2 separate regions of the Mus musculus genome follow, and region 2 is linked to region 1. The links are chromatin contacts, called in public promoter capture Hi-C maps. All regions are on one chromosome and are shown on one strand. The core of a region is the stretch at or near the end of the contact, and the rest is flanking DNA. Distances in the headings are between cores, read along the strand shown. Region 1 holds the start of 9930012K11Rik (RIKEN cDNA 9930012K11 gene). Region 2 overlaps Slc39a14 (solute carrier family 39 (zinc transporter), member 14).

Region 1 (3,490 bases), core at 418-2,917:
TCTTATAACAATTGTTGACAGCCAACAGAAACCTACACTTCCAGCATGTGGTAGGCAAAGTCCTTGCAAGTCATGACAAACAGCAATGCAGATAGCTTAAGAGACCCTTAACTAAGATTCACCTGAAACAATCAAGTCTAAGTGCCTCGGACTTCCTGGATATGGGAGGGAGAAAGAGCGAAGTGAAGGACGGGGCTACACAGTGCTATCTGGAGTCCCTGACACACCAGGAAGCAGAATGAGGTATCGCCTAGAGTTTATGAGGACACTGGTAAAAATGACAGCAACTGGGGCTGAGATGTGACCCTGTGAGAGCTTTCAGAGAGTGCACACACAGGGCACTGGGTCCCATCCTCACACTGCAAAACAGAAATAGCAGCAGCAGCAATAAAAACAATGCCCCCTCCCCAAGGGTTTCTCTGTGTTCCAGGTTGTCCTGGAACTCACTCTCTAGACCAGGCTGGCCTTGAACTCAGAAATTCGCCTGTCTCTGCCTCCCAAGTGCTGGGATTAAAGGCATGTGCCACCATGCCCGGCTGGCAATTATAATCATTTAGAATAATTTTGTTTTTTTAAGCAAGAAAGGATGATCATGTGACAAATGGAAGTTTTTGGAGTTGGATCAATGATTCAGTATTTTAAAATACTACTTTTCCAGAAGATGGGCGTTGGGTGGGTCTTGGGTGGGTCTTGGGTTCCCAGCACCTACATGGGTGTTCGAAACTCCAATCCAAGGGCTCTGAGCCCCTCGTTTGACTTCCCCATCCAGTCCACACAGGTAAATCAGACAAAAGTAAAAAATTTAAACAACAACAAAAACCTTTTAAGTATAAACTAAGTAAAACAAGGAAACTGACTTTGGTTTTGTTTTGTTTTGTTTTGTTTGTTTTGAAACAGTGTTTTACTCTGTATCCTCAACTGCCCTTGAACTCCCAGTATTCCTCCTGCCTCAGTGCTGGGATTATAGGCACGAATCCTCCCAAGTGCTGGGATTATAGGCACGAATCTCCTCGCCCCTTTGGTTAGCATCCACTTATTACCACCTTTGTGCCAGGGGTTATGATGGCCTAGGTGGTCTATGGGCATCGGGCAGAAGCTTGGGCAGCTTTGGCGGGAAGAGGATGCCAGCCCGTCCCCTCTGGATCAGGAAGTGTACCAGGAAGCCTAAACCCGGCAACCATCCCTGAGAAATGGGTTTGTGGCCACCAAGGGGCTTGCAGGATTGCTGGCTGGGGCAAGAATATCGGAGCCACCCAACCTCGGATAGAAGAAGCTTCCACAATGGGAATTAGGGGGAAAGGAGACGACGGACCATAGAATGTGGGTGATGGGTGATTGGCCTGCAAATCCCGGAGGATCTGCGCTGTGTATGGCGTCCCAAGCCTATTCACTCGACTCCTTCAAAGCAAGGAAGCAAGGGGGCGCGGCCGGTGGACGCCGCTTGAGCGGGGCTGGAGAATAGGAGACGACCCCAGGGTGGGAGGCAACGCGACTCACCCCGGCCGCCAAGTCGCTCCACCGCAAAGACGCGGCGCCGGCTCAGCATGGCGTGTTCCAGACGTGGAAACCGCTGCAGCGGCACCGGAGTGATCTCGGGCGTCCCCAAGTCCCTAGCTGTGCTGGAGCGGCTCTGCCCGTGGATCCCTGCCCAGATGGGCGTGGTTCCAGGACACTCCCTGCGGGGGGCGGGGCGGGGCGGGGCGCGGCACGCAGGTGGAGGGCACTGACCTAGGCATCATCAGTCTGGAGACTGCCTTCCCTAGGCTCATATCCCCAGCCCTTGCAGCAGAAGTGCCCCAATTAAGTGCTCTTGGAGGAGAGTGTACCCACTCGAGGGCTTTAGCCGGCTGGCTGCGAGAGGTCACCGCTCCCCACCCCGAGACACACACACACACACACACACACACACACACACTGCTCGAGTTGCCTGTGTTCCTGCTGCTGCAGCTTGGAACCTTACTAATGCGGAGCTGCACTGCACAACAGCCCGGAAGGAAATGGAACCCCACAGTGCTGGCGGAGGGAAGAAGGCAGACTAGGGCTGCATCCGGCCTCACAGCTGTATAACTTGAGGGCAGGTCCCTCAGCCTGTCAGGAAGGGGAAAGGGTTCTGCGCCCTGGGAAAACCTGTGTCCAGAGCTCCTTAAGAACCCCTTACCTAGCCCAGGCCTGTCTTATCTGGGTGCTGCTGTAGGCGTGTGGTGGCTGGGTCTGCAGGCTGTGGGCAGGAGGTGAACCACAGCCTGGAGGCTGAGCAGAAGTTTAAATGCTTCCCTGACCCTAGCAGCCACCACCCTCGGCCCGGTTCCATTCTACCCCTACCCCATTCTAAAAAGGAGCCCAGGAAGCAGCTGATGGCCAACTACCAGGTGACCAGATGGTACTGGGGCTTCTAGGGAAACATCCCCTTTCTCTGAAGCCAATAAGGACTGGGAAATCTCAGCTGGCCTCAAATGCCCTAGAGGCAAATATGGGTGACCTGGAGAAGAGACTGAGAGCCAGAGTCACCGGAAGTCGCCCGCCCCTCTCCTTGCTTCTTCCTTGATCCCATCTTCTAAAGCTCTCCGCTGGTTCCTTTGTCAGAGAGCCACCAACAATGCAAATTGCAGTACTATGAAGTTGGCAAACTGAGCCCCACAACCTCCTCCACTCTCCCACTCCCCCATCCCCCCAACCCCCGTTACAAGATGAGAGCTGAGTTGCAGTCCTCTGTCATCTTCAGAACCTTGCTGTTTAGGTCAAGCCCTTTTCCTGCAGCATGAGTTCCCAGGGTTGCTGGCTGCTCCACCCCACCCCCATGCCTGTCCTTCAAATATAATGAGGGAAACAGGATGCTGGACCTGGCAGAACTGCCTTCTCCAAGCCCAAGAAGATCCAGAGAAGCAAGCTTCTCCAGCCAAGCCAGGTGGCTCCCACCCCCCCAAGGTGAAGCTGTAGGGAAGTAAAACAGGGGTATCCTTTGCCTAATTTTGCCCTGAATTTGGAAAATGTGGGGCCCAGATTCCAAGCAGCAGTATCCCTGGTGACTAGGGTCAGGAATGCATCTAGAAACAGGAAGCCAGGCCAGCAGGAATGCAGTGTCTCAGCACAAAGAACCCACACACACCCCACTAAATACACTCCTCAACATACACTCCCTCCCAGATAGGGCCCCGCCCCTTTGTGCAAGGCTGGGCCAGGTCTGATCTGTCACAGCCTTCATGGGAACTGGACCTGAGGTAGTGGGCTAGGCTTCCTTCTGCATCTAATGTCCTGACTGAAGCTAATTCATAACCCAGCCAGTCCTTCATTACCCCAAGGCTTGTGTGTCCCTGCAGTACCTGCCATTACCTAGGTCTCTTTTCTTGGCCACCTCCACCTGAAAAATCATGTCCCTTTGGAGTAAACTGCAAGAAGCATCACAGCTCTACCGTCTGTTGCTCCTTCAGGCAGTCCATCCATGGCCGTGGTCCTTCTGCCTCCAGTGGAGAAGTCCCAAGTTCAGGAAGCT
Region 2 (3,586 bases), core at 987-3,486, 160 kb after region 1:
CACTCTGTCAGTCACATACGCCACAACACATCTGAGGGTATGCTGGCTTTAGATTCCATATATGGGTCACAAACGCTGGGGACAAAAAAATGTCTTTCTTCACTCGGGAGGCAGAAGCAGATGGACTTCTCGCAAGGCCAGCCGGGGCTACATAGTAAGACCCTCGGAAATAAATAAATAAATAAATAAATAAATAAATTTTAGGGTTGCTCTTCAGTTGAATATACTTTCAGCCACACAACTGGAAGGACCAGACAGGGCAACACTCTGGATTCATCACTAAGACCCAGATTAATTGGTGCTTTGTGGAATGGATCTTGGGCAAAAATTACACTGAAACCCACTGTTCAATGGAGGTGGTTTCCCAGGCATGTAGCACATGCTCATATTCCCAGAACTTGGAAGAGGAAAGCAGGATGAGGAGTTAGGGTCAGCCTCGGCTACACAGTGAGTTCAAGGCCAGCCCGAGCTACATGAGACTCTGTAGAAAGAGAACGAACGGAAAAGAAAAATGAATGGAGGGAGGGAAGGAGAGAAAGAGGGAGGGAGGGAGGGAGGGAGGGAGGGAGGGAGGGAGGGAGGGAGGGAGGGAGGGAGATAAGTTGGCTATCCAGCCAGCCAGGTTGCGAGCTGTCTACATTTTCCTCAATGAGAGGGCTGTATGTGCGAGGGGCAGAGGTCTAAGTAGATTTAGTTAAGGAGAAATGCCAAGTGTCAGCCTTTTCCAAGGGCAGATCTTGCTATGGCCCTGGCATTCATTCATTATTCCCTTACAAAGAACCTGGGAAAGATACCTACTTAATAGATACAGAAGCTGGGATCCGGAGGCCAAGAAACAAGATCTCAAGGCAAACTGAATTTTTTATGAACTGAAGTCAGGTCTGAATGACGTCTAAGTCCTGGCATCCGCCATGGGCTCAGCATGAAGACAGAGAACATGTGCCCTGGATACTGTGGAGAACCCCAGAACTAACTCTGTAGGCCTCTGCACAGAGATCTGCCGATTTCTGTCAGCACTAGTGGGGACACTATATCCAGGCTAGGGATACCCTGAAGATCTGGGAGGAGGGGCAGCTAGGGGTACTGTGGAGGCCAAGCTATCTTACAGGGCTCTTGTTGTAGAATCTTAGAACAAAGCACGGTTCCTACTTCATATACCTTTCTCAAATTTCCCCTCAGCAACTTCAAAATACTATGGAAAAGGAAACAACAACCATTCATGTGGGCACTGTGGCTGACTTGACTTTGGCAGCTCAACCTGGTTAGGCATTCAGGTAGAGGTTGGCATTTATGATGGATTGGCTCTTCAGAGGCTTAGTAGCCCTGAGATCCCTCGCATGGCTTAGAGGGCAGCCTGGAACATTAGAGAACTGCCCTCCACCACACCACACCACAAGCCCGGGGCTAACGCCTTCTCCAGGAAACCTCTTTCCTCTCACCTTGCCACATGGCTGCCAGCCTCCTCTAGAAAACACTGCTTTTGGACTTTATAAAGATAGGGTGTGTGTGTGTGTGTGGTAGTGGTGGGGGTGGGGGTGGCTCTGAAGTGACAGCCAGTCCTTGCTGATAGGAAGACCCAGTGGGCAGAGCTCTGTCACCTGGCCTATCTCACACAAAAGTAAGGAAGCTGGGGCAGTTAGGAGTCCTTGCCCGGAGGTCTTGGAACTGCTGAGGGCACTAAAAACTCAATGACCCCGGCCTTTTGTAAGCAGTACAGGGCGAGCTCTGCTCCAGCAGAGATTTTTGGTTTTTTTTTTTTTTTTTTTTTTGTTTGTTTGTTTATTTTTTTGTTTTTCCTTAACTGTAAGTTAGTCTTGGGGGAGAAATGTTTATAAAAGACTCTTTGATGTTAGCCAGGCATGGTGGCTCACATTTGTAATCTGAGCACTTGGGAGGCAGAGGCAGGATAATCGCTAATGGATCCACATAAACTGAGTCCCAGGTCAGCCAGGGCTACACAGGAAGACTCAAGAGAGCACACGGGCAGGCAGACACTACCCAGAAAACAACCCACAACCCACAAGCAAGCAAGCAAGCAAATAAAAACCCAGATTCCCTGGAGGAAATAAAGAAAGGCAGAGAGAACACACGCAGGTCTTACCAGAGTTCCTCCCTCAGTGGTGTACAGGGGCAACTGTCGTCCTCCCAGAGAGCTGAGCCTGAGACAAGGCTCCGGTGTGTGGCTACTCAATCCAGGCCCTGCCCATTAAAGAGCGGCTGGAGTCCCGCCCCCCGCTGACCACTAGGCTCAGGGTCAGAAGTAAGGTATTCCACAGCCTCAGGTCTATCTCTAAGCACTAGACCTAAGCCTCAGGGGACAATATGACGTTCATCTCGGAATCCTGGAGCACTGTGACTGGCCCCCTGCCCATGAGAAGCTAAGCTGAATCCTGCCGGCTGTCACCCCCTCATTGGGTTCAGAAGCACCCACAAATGTGATTTTGCCAGCTATGTTGGCACACTTTTCTGCAGTATTTATCGAGCTCTGTTTTTCTTCCAGACCTAATGGAGAGAAAGAAGCAAAGCACTTCTTTGAGGTGGTGGTAACTAGGTGGTAGCTTGCCTTGAGGCTCAGTCAAGAAGTTGATCACCAAGGAGAATAGAATAGGAACTTGGAGGAACTTGGACTGGCCTAGGCTACTACTCTCTACCCAGGTTTCTTTGAGCACTGCCATAAAAACAAATAAAAACCAGACATACAGACAGACATACTCGAACAGGATCCAAGACAAACTTGGCCAAGGCAAGTTTTTCTGAGGCTACTGAGATGTGTACTTAAGACCCTTCTCCTCCCTTGTCACATGGAATGCTTCCTAGGTGACCAAACTGAATTTCAACCTCACCTAATCTTTATCTTTGAGGACAGGATGCCTGAAGGGCCAGAAGTTCCATTTCAGGAGGGCTAGCTAGAACTGGTTCTAAGATGGCTGCCCCAGTTGACCTTCCCTGACAGTCTCTGACTCACTACAATCCAAGTGTGTTGGCTAAATGACACACACTTCCCAACTGCCTTGACCATGACTAAAAAGAAAATGCTCTCTCTCTCTCAGGCCCAACTGAGACAACCCAAATGATGAGCTGAGCAAAACTAGGCCATTTCTCACAAAGGCCCCAAGCCCAGTGAGAGATAAACTGCCACCAATTCTTGGTCTTTTCCAATAGAAAGGTTATGGGGAAAACTCTTTGTGGGAGATGGGAAGGAAAGCTGCCTCTCTCCAGTAGAAGGACTCCAACACACACACACACTCACTCACTGACCTAAGGATAACTTGCCAGTCCCAGGAGACTCAGTATTCCTTCCAATGGAAATGGGGGGTACTTTACCAAAACAGTAGACTGAACCATGGCAGTATTCCAGGAATCATTCACAAGAATCCCAGAATAGAGGACAGAGTCACATCCCTGCCACACCCCCATTCTCCAGACCCAGAGAACATCGCTGAACACCCTCTGTACGCCTGTGGGAAGTGGGGAACAAGTCAACCCACCTGGTGGGAAGGAAGGGGGCGGTTCTTCTATTTTGGGGAACAATAGATCATTAGGCAAACACAGGCAAAGCCATGCATACTAGCATCACAAGATTCAA

What was found. Promoter capture Hi-C pulls out the DNA fragments that hold promoters and counts their contacts.
Region 2: a promoter capture Hi-C map of the HPC-7 cell line shows a contact between it and region 1. The contact joins the enhancer-like site here to the promoter of 9930012K11Rik in region 1. A contact is called at or near these places in 12 of 39 promoter capture datasets (the 3T3-L1 cell line, 3T3-L1-derived adipocytes, the C10 cell line and 9 more), 1 of 15 datasets of contacts at CTCF or cohesin (large pre-B cells), 6 of 115 datasets of contacts at active chromatin or transcription factors (bone marrow-derived macrophages, embryonic basal ganglia, oligodendrocyte precursor cells and 2 more) and 3 of 9 other capture datasets (adipose tissue, liver and pancreatic islet).

What each region holds. Positions count from the first base shown.
Region 1 is chr14:70,157,835-70,161,324 of GRCm38.p6, forward strand. It overlaps 9930012K11Rik (RIKEN cDNA 9930012K11 gene), which reads right to left and starts at 1,668. Exons shown (of 7, transcript NM_001112735.1): 1 at 1,498-1,668. The coding sequence starts at 1,546.
Region 2 is chr14:70,321,610-70,325,195 of GRCm38.p6, forward strand. All of the region lies in intron 2 of Slc39a14 (solute carrier family 39 (zinc transporter), member 14), which reads right to left. Among named protein-coding and RNA genes, the nearest start is that of Slc39a14, 28 kb to the right of the region's middle. Within about 2 kb of position 2,237, at least 31 of the 459 cell types and tissues checked have an H3K27ac peak or open chromatin away from gene starts, as enhancers often do. A contact at or near this core is called in the HPC-7 cell line, liver and pro-B cells, where this site is marked.